Regions from separate parts of the Anser cygnoides genome. Here all the other regions are linked to region 2. Evidence: chromatin contacts called from public Hi-C data. All regions are on one chromosome and are shown on one strand. Each heading gives the region's core, a stretch centred on a gene start, on an enhancer-like site or on the middle of the called end of the contact. The rest is flanking DNA. Distances are from core to core; before and after follow the strand shown. Region 1 overlaps LOC125182079 (a long non-coding RNA gene). Region 2 overlaps ATXN1 (ataxin 1). Region 3 has its middle 15 kb from the start of ATXN1.

Region 1 (2,847 bases), core at 174-2,673, 250 kb before region 2:
GGGTCTTTACCACTGTATGTTTTACTCTTCTAGTATCACCCTGTGAAACATTGCCACCCCTATGCTGAGCAATGTACAAATTGTGTTGGACATGCTATCCCAGAGTGTAGGGTCAGATCTGGTGAAGATCTGTAGGCACTTCGAGATAGGGGGTATTTGCTGTCATTCTCAAGGGCAAAGCAAAGTGACTGATGGGATTGCCAGGAACACTGGTTACAGCTTCAGCTATCAGAATACCTTTTAAAATCTGTCCCTTATCCAAAATAGACCAGAAAAGCAAAAAGAACTGGAGAAAAATGTCTGCAACCCTGTTTTTTCCCAGAGGGCCTCAAAGGAGAAAGTGACTTTCCCAGAATTAGATAGAGAATCTGAAGCAGTGCTGGACTTTGAACCCAGGTCTCCCAGTATGTTGCCATAAATACAGGACACAGAAACGCTTTTGGACAATGAACAGGAAAATGGGTCAAAAATAAAATTCAAGGTAATTTTCAGGTGTGTATGAGAAAATACTTGCAGATGTGTCCTTTCGTTCATTCCTCTCTGTCAGTACTATGTGTTGCATTTGCAGCTCTGTAATAGCTGAAAGATTTAAATAGCTATATATGATTTATTAATTTATTTAGGTAACTCCCTCTGGTACAATTCATGTAGTTGTGCATTTTTATATTCCAGTAAGTCAGCGAAATGCAATGTGTTGATGCTCAACTCGAATGTAAGCAAATAAACATTGTGTAGAGACCCACTTCTTTTGATTAGGTCACGCTTTAATTAAGTTTTCTGTATGTCTTCGTACCTCTCCCTGGACGTTATGGCCGGCAGCAGGCTTTTAATACTGCCGCGATTTGGCACTGAGACTCCTGGGCCACCGCCAGTCCTTGTGCACAAAGGCTGCGTTGATAGACTTGTGATAAGGACTCAGCAGGAGATAAGGGTTATGCTTTGGCCCAATGGCTCGACCTTGCTCTCGTTGAGCGAGCAGCAAGAGCCTTATTGATCACAAAGAGAGCGGGACGCGTTAATGCCTTTTCATTCTCCAGCGCTGCGTGGAGGCAGATGGGAGGGACTGCTTGTGGTGCTGCTGAGTGCAGTTTGTTGATATACAGGTGCCTGTTCTTGCGAGAATCAGGCCTTCTTTTGGCACGGCAGCTTTATGTATCCATGTTTTGTGTGTGAACGCAATGTTTGTCAGGCACTAGTTTGGCAGTGCTGGAGACAGCAGCTCTCCGTGCACTGGGTGTCTGGCTTGGTGGTGCTGAATCGATGAGCTACGTTGCGATGCGTGCCAGTGTATCAGAAGGCAGGTCTGAGACATTGGTGAGTGTTCACCAAGCCTGTTAATCCTCTCAGGCTGTAGCCACACAGTTGAGTTTGGTATTCTCATCACCTAAATTCCTAAATGTACTTCTGAGGCACATTCCCTTCTAACGCAAGCTGCCCAAACATCTGTGGCGAGACTAAGGAAAACATGGAGAAAAAGACCCGAAGATGAATATTTCAGCAGAAACGTGGGAAGGAATGCAATGTAGCTCACGCAAAACCTTCTGTAGTGTATGCCATAAATTAACACAATATAAATTTATACATATTTACACCACATAGACTAAAATATATAAATCCTCAATACTCAGCCTTCTGTAGTAGGTGTAAGCAAGCAGTCCATATGCTTAGCTGATTTCTGGGGAGCTCTAGGGAACAAAATGTATCTTTGTGGAACTTATGATATTAAGGAGATTATAAACTAGGGTAATCAGTGAGGCTCACAAAATGGGTTGTCTTTTCTGCAGGCTGAAAACAAGCAGCAAATTCCCAATTTGCTATCTAAGGTTCTAACTCAGCCAGGTGCTAAAATACACATGTAACGTTTAAACGCATGAATAGTCCTATTGATGTTGAAGGCCTAAAGATCAATCCATTGCTCGCTGGATTTTCCTGGCTTCAGGCTCTATGAGTCTATTTTCCTCTCGAATTTGTGTACTTTCATTGCAAAATACAAGCTTGTAACATCTCATTAGGTACCAGATGTTTCCTTTTCCACCACTTCACACCAGCTATTCTAAACCAGTAACATGTATCCCTCTTTTGTACAGCTTTGCAGTGAAGAATCTGATCTCTAACATTTGTTCTGTTGCTGCTGTTTTTAAATGAGAGAGAAAAAAATTTGGTATGTGTTTAAAGTATGGGACCTGTAGTCCAAATGTCATGATTCTCTTTCAGCAATACCATATTTTCTAGGGATTAGGGGAATTGCATGATTCATGAGCAATCTCATATGATTTTTGTCTGAAATGCTGGAAAAACTTCTACTTCACAGAGGTGCTAAGAGAGGGAAGGTGAGGGTAACAGGAGAGTAAAATGGAGGAATTGTTTGTAAGCTTTATGACAAACTGTCCTGCCACATGCTGTTTTGCACAGGGACGGTGGGTTTATTTGCACCCTCTGATTTTGGCCACCTGTCACAGGAGGAGTCTAGATAGCCTTTGGAGAGGGAAGGAAGCCCTTCCAAAGCACTGTAGGGTTTTCTGGTGCTATTGTATCAGTACACCCTCTTCTTCACGTCAAGGTCCTAATCCCCCAGCCATTTGCAAATGGCTCCAGAAGTACCTCATCAGGCCCAAACCCACAAGCCACACCACTGAGGTGATGCACCCCAAAGAGACGCTTAATGTGCTTAATCAGCACAGAGGGGTGCAGCCAAGGTTCAGTGGGCACTGAGGTCTTAATGTGTATATGCAAGGACTGTACCTTGCTCTGTGGCTCTACTCCTGGGAGAAACTCCTAGCAAAAATATGAGGAGATAGCAGCAAAAGCTAGAAGAGGCTGGGTTAATGTCAGCCACTCTATGGTGAA
Region 2 (2,897 bases), core at 149-2,648:
AATTGTTCTTTATATTGTCTGGAGGGAGAGGAGGGATGTGCAAAATAGCTCTGCTCACTCTGCAAAAACCTGTAGCAATTTGCTGTGGTGGATTCCCAGAAGCACAATAAGCGCTCGCACCGCAGTGGACAATCTGTCTTCCAGATGCAGCGTTGATCAGGAATCCTTTAGTTTTGGGAGGAGAATTTCAAATTTTATTAGAGGTTTTCATGTGTCTTATTAATGGCGCTCTGCAGTTGGCCCTCCTGGGAAATCTGCCAGGGAAGCGTGAAATCGGTGGGATCGGACAATAAACTCCTACAGCTATTGCTGGCGTGCGCTGGGCTGCACATGGCAGGGCTGATGAAATCCGCAGCGGTTACAACCATGAATAGGTAGCTGGCAGAGGATGGGCCGTGGAGCTGGGGGAAGCTGGCAAATAGATCTGAGAGCCGAATGCAGCTGCAGAGCGCTCTGCAATGTGCCTGCCTTCTAATCCCCGGGAATCTGATCCCGCGGATGCCAAGCTCCCCGGAGAGGAGGGGGAGGTGGGATGCAGTGCCTTCCCCCTCCGCCGATACCCGCTGATGCTGAAGGCACCTGCTCAGCGTGTCACGATAGGATGGGCAGGCGACGCGAGGCAGGAGCGTGAGCCTGATTCCCCCTGGTAACACACCGGGCACAGAGCTGCGTGTCAGATGCGATGCAAAGGATTATTTTTTTTGGTGTACGCTTTGAATATTTCATTGATGTAAACTTGCCAGGCGGGGCAGTGCTGCCTGACAGAGAGGAGACCCAGTTTTTTATCGAGTGTGGGAAATTGCTAGTCATACCTGGAGCTGGAAAGCAAAACCTAAACACTGGTAATAATAGTAAGTGTGCTAGCTGCCGAGTGGCAAACGGCTGCGTGAATTCGTTACCACCTGCAGGGAGCTGAGGGACCGGAGGGGATGGGGGACCAGATTCCTGAAGGTGTTTTAGAGACCTAAAAACCAGCCACGTCGTGGGACTGTGAAAAGCGCCTGACGTCTGAGGGCAGTGACAGTGGGACTGGCCCCAGCCTCTTGGCTCAGGTCTGGGTGGTGGGACGCGGCAGGAGGCTACGGCGTGGAGGGAGGCGCTGGTTTTACCTTCGTTGCTGGTTTTACCTGCGTTGCAGCGAGCTCTGGATAGCTAAGGAGGTCAGCCCTTCAGGCTATAACCTAGCATCCTCTCATGAGTTTTAAATTTGTTAGATGAAATAAACAGAAAAATAGCGTTCTGGGAGACGTAGTGAGTTTTAAAGTGCCTTGCAGAGGCACGCTGGAGCTTTGCATGAAAAATGCACATCCTGAGCTCTAGTGAGCAATCCCTTCGGGACCAGAGCAAACCCAGATGGTGACTCCTCCAAGTGATTATTTTTCTGCCTTAAGCCTTTCCAGGAATTCGAGTGTGGGCAGGCTGCCAGTGGACACTGGCTGTCCAGACACTTTAGCAATGTTCCCTGTGTACGAGCTGCCAGAGATACCAAAGTCCAGCTGCTGTCCCTGATCTCTTTGCCCCCTTTGCCTTCCTAGTCGTAATTACACGTGCACACACGCACGCATGTGCTTGTGTGACACGCGCCTACAAAGCGGGCGCAAAAAAAAATCACCCAGTGTTTGCTGCTGTTCTGAGTATCTTGCAAATCGTGATCGACAGCTCTGCAGTTAAAGAGAAAGGAAATCTCCAGACCTGGAAAAATTACTCAGATCAATAAAAAAGAGCATACAAATAATAAACTGTGCCCCGCACCTCGGAAGGCAGGCGTTCATCTTTCTAGGGCAACCAGCAGAGAGCGGTTTAACCATGCCTCGTACCTCTTGCCTTTGAGACACTCCGGCATGTCTGCCTTGCAGTGCTTCCCGAGCAAAATCAGCCCCGCGTTATCTCTGCTGCGGGAACTTGAATTATGCTGAAAACTTATCATTTTGCTTCTAAGTCTTGGAGCAGAAATAGGCTGGTTTTTGCTGCACATTTACATTTCTGCAAATCCAGTCCGATGTCTGCTGGAGTTCAAAGTCTAACCGTGAAGTACTCGGGCTTGGAAAAGTGGGGCAGTCTTCACCGCTCTACTGCTGTCTGCTCCTCTGTCTCCATTAAGCTTGTTCATTCCTCCTGTGCTCTCCGGGAGATTTTGGGTAGCCCTTTTGTTGCCAGTGATGATGCAGAGAGCCATAAGAAATACCAACAAAAGGAAAAAAAAAAAAAAAGAGAGAAAAAGATTTAGCATGTGGTATTTTTGAGGAATGTTAGCTTTGACTTTGGAGGCTACCCAAAACTCAGCGGTTCAATCCTATGTAGCAGAACAAAACCTTCGCTTCAGCTCCCGCAAAGTGAAACCTCACCAGGTTTCGTATGGCAGCACACCGGTAATTTTCATCTGGGGAAGCCGAGTCCGATCGCCTCGGGCTTTTGGAGCGACGGGGTTTGGGGGAGTCCGCTTTCCCCATTGCACCAGCAGGGACTGGCCCTGCCCAGTCCCGCACACAAGCCCCCTTCCAGCTGCGGTGTGTGATGTGTGGGCACTCGCTGTTTTGGGCCAGCACCCTGCCTCCATCCCACATCCCCGTTTTCCCCTCGCAGCGCCCGTGGCCGGTGCGAGGGAGCGGTGCGAGCACCCCGGCCAGCAGCTGCTGGCTTATCTGCCAGAGCCGACCGCCCAGGGCAGAAGACTACAGTGAGCTAAACTTAACTAAGGATGACTGCGCAAATGTGAGCTCGGCGATTTTATTTTTAGTCGGACTTAAAAATAAAAACCCGTAAGTCATGTGTAAGATAATAATTTTAGCTGTTGCCAAGACACGGCGAGCAACTGTGAGGAGGAGGAGGGGGAAGACCCGTGTGGATCGCAGGGCCCCCCCGGTCTCCTGGCTGCCCTTGCCCGGCGGCGCCGGTGG
Region 3 (2,977 bases), core at 4-2,503, 210 kb before region 2:
GTGCATGTACATAACTGAGCAGAACACTTTAATTTAGCGCACAGCATAACCTGAATTCCTTCTCTGAGGGAAGATGAAAGAAACAAATTTTACTTCTTAGTAGGACGTTGGAAGCTCTTTGCCTATTTCACATCTTATTCGGCAGCATTGCAGGAAGCGATTGTTTGTGACAAAAGGCCACTTTCTTTCCTTCTTAACTAGGGAAGTAAATTGAGCTGCCACTCATAAAGCCAACTGGATACAGAATTAATTTGCTTTTCCTGATAGATGAAGCAAGTTAACAGGCCACTGCAGGTTACTCTCTGAATCAACATATGAAACATAATTTCATTGTCTTTGCTCCCCTCTTCCTCCAGGCCTCGAGCTGTAATTATAAAGACTTCAAATCTCCCTAGTGACATCAGCTGGTTAAAAAAATTTGGATCACAGGAATAATGTAACCCAGAGTCTGCTTTCAGCAGCACTGTTCAGACTCCGGAGAAAGTAATTCTATATAAAATACTCTTCTGTAACTATGCTCTATTAATTTTAGTGGTAGTTTTCAGTAAGCTTCACATCGAGATCCAACTAGCCTGTTCCTTAGTTGGAAGGTACAAAGCATAACAGCAACAGAAAAAGTCTTTAAAATGATATTTTGGAGCATTTCACAGAGACCATGTGTTATATCAAACATGCCGTAATAATTACATGTGCTAAAACTTCCTAAGCAGTAATAGGCTTCCAACTCAGCTGCCCTTGAAATCAATCGTAAACTTCAGCCGCATAATTAAGTGCTTTATTCTGCAGCTCTTAGTCCGGCCAAACTTCCGCGGGCATCTGCAGGTATCTGACCTGAATCAAGGACTCTGGGTTTGAGCCCTGTGTTTCCAGACAGTGCGTCTGACTGATAGAGTAAAACCGCAAAATGCCAGATGGTTTCAACATATTACATAGCTCCCTGTATGGGCATCCACCAACAGCGTGTGCCTTCCTGTAAAATTTCACACGCTGAAACAACTTCTTGCAGTGTGGAGAAAACACGGCGTCTGAAAACAAAGATTTAACAGCATCGGCGCTGCTCAGCCTCTTGTCAACTTCTGGTCTGGGAAAAAAAAAAATCAGCTGTTCTAAAATTAGAAGATAATGTAATGCTGGCTAGAATAGGGCATAGTCTGGGCAGGCTTCTTCATTATCAGCTTCCTTGTTGAACTTTAATCCCTGCTTTATGACCCTTTTGCTGTTTTGGGTTTAGCTTGCATCATGGGCGCAAACACCAGTCACGTTCGATTTGCATGGTGAATTTGCCACGTGCATTAAAATGAGACTAACGGGTTCACCTCGCTTGTCAGCTCCAAGGAGCGGGGACTAAGGGACCTTCCTGCCCTGCGGTGTCCCTGGGGGGGGCACAAGCACGTGGCAGCTACGTGGAGGCTCCGCGAATGGATGCCAGGTGGGGGTGCTTGGCAGTTTGGGGGGGCCAGGAAGCAGCCAGGGAAAGGGGTCCTTTCACTGTGTTACCTAAAGCAATCTCACTGCGGTCTCCTAGCAGGCTAGCTGGGCTGCTGGTTTCCTCATAACTTGCACACAAGTACCCTGGTTCTGTAGAGAAATGGGAAAAGGCCACTGAGCCAGCTGCATGCAGCTGGAGAAGCCCCATTCCTCGGTGTACACAGAAACCCTTTTGTCAGGCTCCAGAGGGCAGGTCCTGGCCCTTTGTGTTTCCTGAGCTAAGTATTTCACTGCTGGGAGGTTCTTCAGGCACCTGAGCTGGGTGTGCCCCAAACTAGCCCAGTACTGACAAGGCTACTGGGGCTGGTGCCTGCATCGCCGCTCAGTCGGGCGAGGAGGAAGAAGGTAAATTAGTCTCCCAGAGGAGAGCTGTTCGGTTAGTCCTGCTTCCTTAACACGTACAGTCAAGACCTAGGAAGGGCAACTTCAACTGTCTACATCCCAGTGTAGTCCTCCCTCAGCTTTGTGCCCATTTGCTTGGTGCTGGCACTGGAGTCTTTCCTTGGATCTAGCACCGGGTGCTGCAGGAGATGCGGGCAGTGTAAGCACGTGGGCTAAAACCTGGCTGCCTTTGTCGTGCAGAGGACTTTGAGAGTCCTGCCTCGGGCAGGAACCACCATGCTATGCAGCAGCCGTGTCCAGCGGGTTTGTACCAGGGTTTCTGTGAGGTGCCACCACCTCTCCTGTCCTTCCCTGCTGTGGCTCAGCCCCGCGCCTCACCAGGAGTCAGCGCCGGTGTGAGTGCAGGGCTGCACTGACGCACCAAGCTGTCATCGCAGCAGATGGTGCTGATAGTAGGACTGCATTCTCCTCTCCCTTCCCCTCGTGAATTCAGTGTCCTTAAGTCTAGACCTGCACTCAGTCCAAAAGTAACCAGTGTTTTTTTGCTTATATTAACACATACAAGACCTAATTATGGGCTTATGCCCCAATGCTAGGCGTTGCATAGACCCCCCTGCTCATGTTCTCTGCCTGCCTTCCACCTCTTTTCTGAAGAAGACTTAGGTTTGAAATGCTACAAGTTCTCCAGCTGTTCCTGCAGACCTTGTAACCTAGGGTACTCGCCCAACACACCTTTCTGGAGAACTTTGCATTGGGATTTCATGAAGAGATAGAAAGGACCAAAGGAATGCATCTTGTTTAAAGGTTAAAAAAAAAATCATCTTTGTGTGTTGAATGCCTTCTGCAGCCACGTTACCAGGGACACTCTGTGAGGAAAGCTGCGCTTGAACTCATTTTCAGCTTATGTTGTAACTCCCCTTCTTGGCACTGGCACCAGTAAGTTTGTAATCAAGTACATAGCAGCAGCACCAGTGGGCCAACAAGGTCACTTTTGATTCGTGGCTCTGTATGTGGTTTGGTGGGGAAAACATAATTATCAAATCCCTTGGGAAATGGCTGTCTTGATGTGGCCAGGCATCCTACCAGAAGTATTTACACAGCATCTCTTCTACCAATATGAATTAGTAAAACAGAAGAATAGAAACAC

Evidence for each region. Hi-C and Micro-C count contacts between places; a contact is called where the count stands out from the background.
Region 1: a Hi-C map of liver shows a contact between it and region 2, with 8 times the contacts expected there. The contact joins two enhancer-like sites. A contact is called at or near these places in 2 of 7 Hi-C or Micro-C datasets (both in liver).
Region 3: a contact with region 2 is called in a Hi-C map of liver, with 4 times the contacts expected there. The contact joins two enhancer-like sites. A contact is called at or near these places in 2 of 7 Hi-C or Micro-C datasets (both in liver).

The regions. Positions count from the first base shown.
Region 1 is chr2:54,714,192-54,717,038 of Taihu_goose_T2T_genome, reverse strand. All of the region lies in intron 3 of LOC125182079 (a long non-coding RNA gene), which reads left to right. Among named protein-coding and RNA genes, the nearest start is that of STMND1, 52 kb to the left of the region's middle. Within about 2 kb of position 1,423, at least 1 of the 3 cell types and tissues checked has open chromatin away from gene starts, as enhancers often do. A contact at or near this core is called in liver, where this site is marked.
Region 2 is chr2:54,460,317-54,463,213 of Taihu_goose_T2T_genome, reverse strand. All of the region lies in intron 5 of ATXN1 (ataxin 1), which reads left to right. Among named protein-coding and RNA genes, the nearest start is that of GMPR, 64 kb to the right of the region's middle. Within about 2 kb of position 1,398, at least 3 of the 3 cell types and tissues checked have open chromatin away from gene starts, as enhancers often do. A contact at or near this core is called in liver, where this site is marked.
Region 3 is chr2:54,671,722-54,674,698 of Taihu_goose_T2T_genome, reverse strand. No RefSeq gene overlaps it. Among named protein-coding and RNA genes, the nearest start is that of ATXN1, 15 kb to the right of the region's middle. Within about 2 kb of position 1,253, at least 2 of the 3 cell types and tissues checked have open chromatin away from gene starts, as enhancers often do. A contact at or near this core is called in liver, where this site is marked.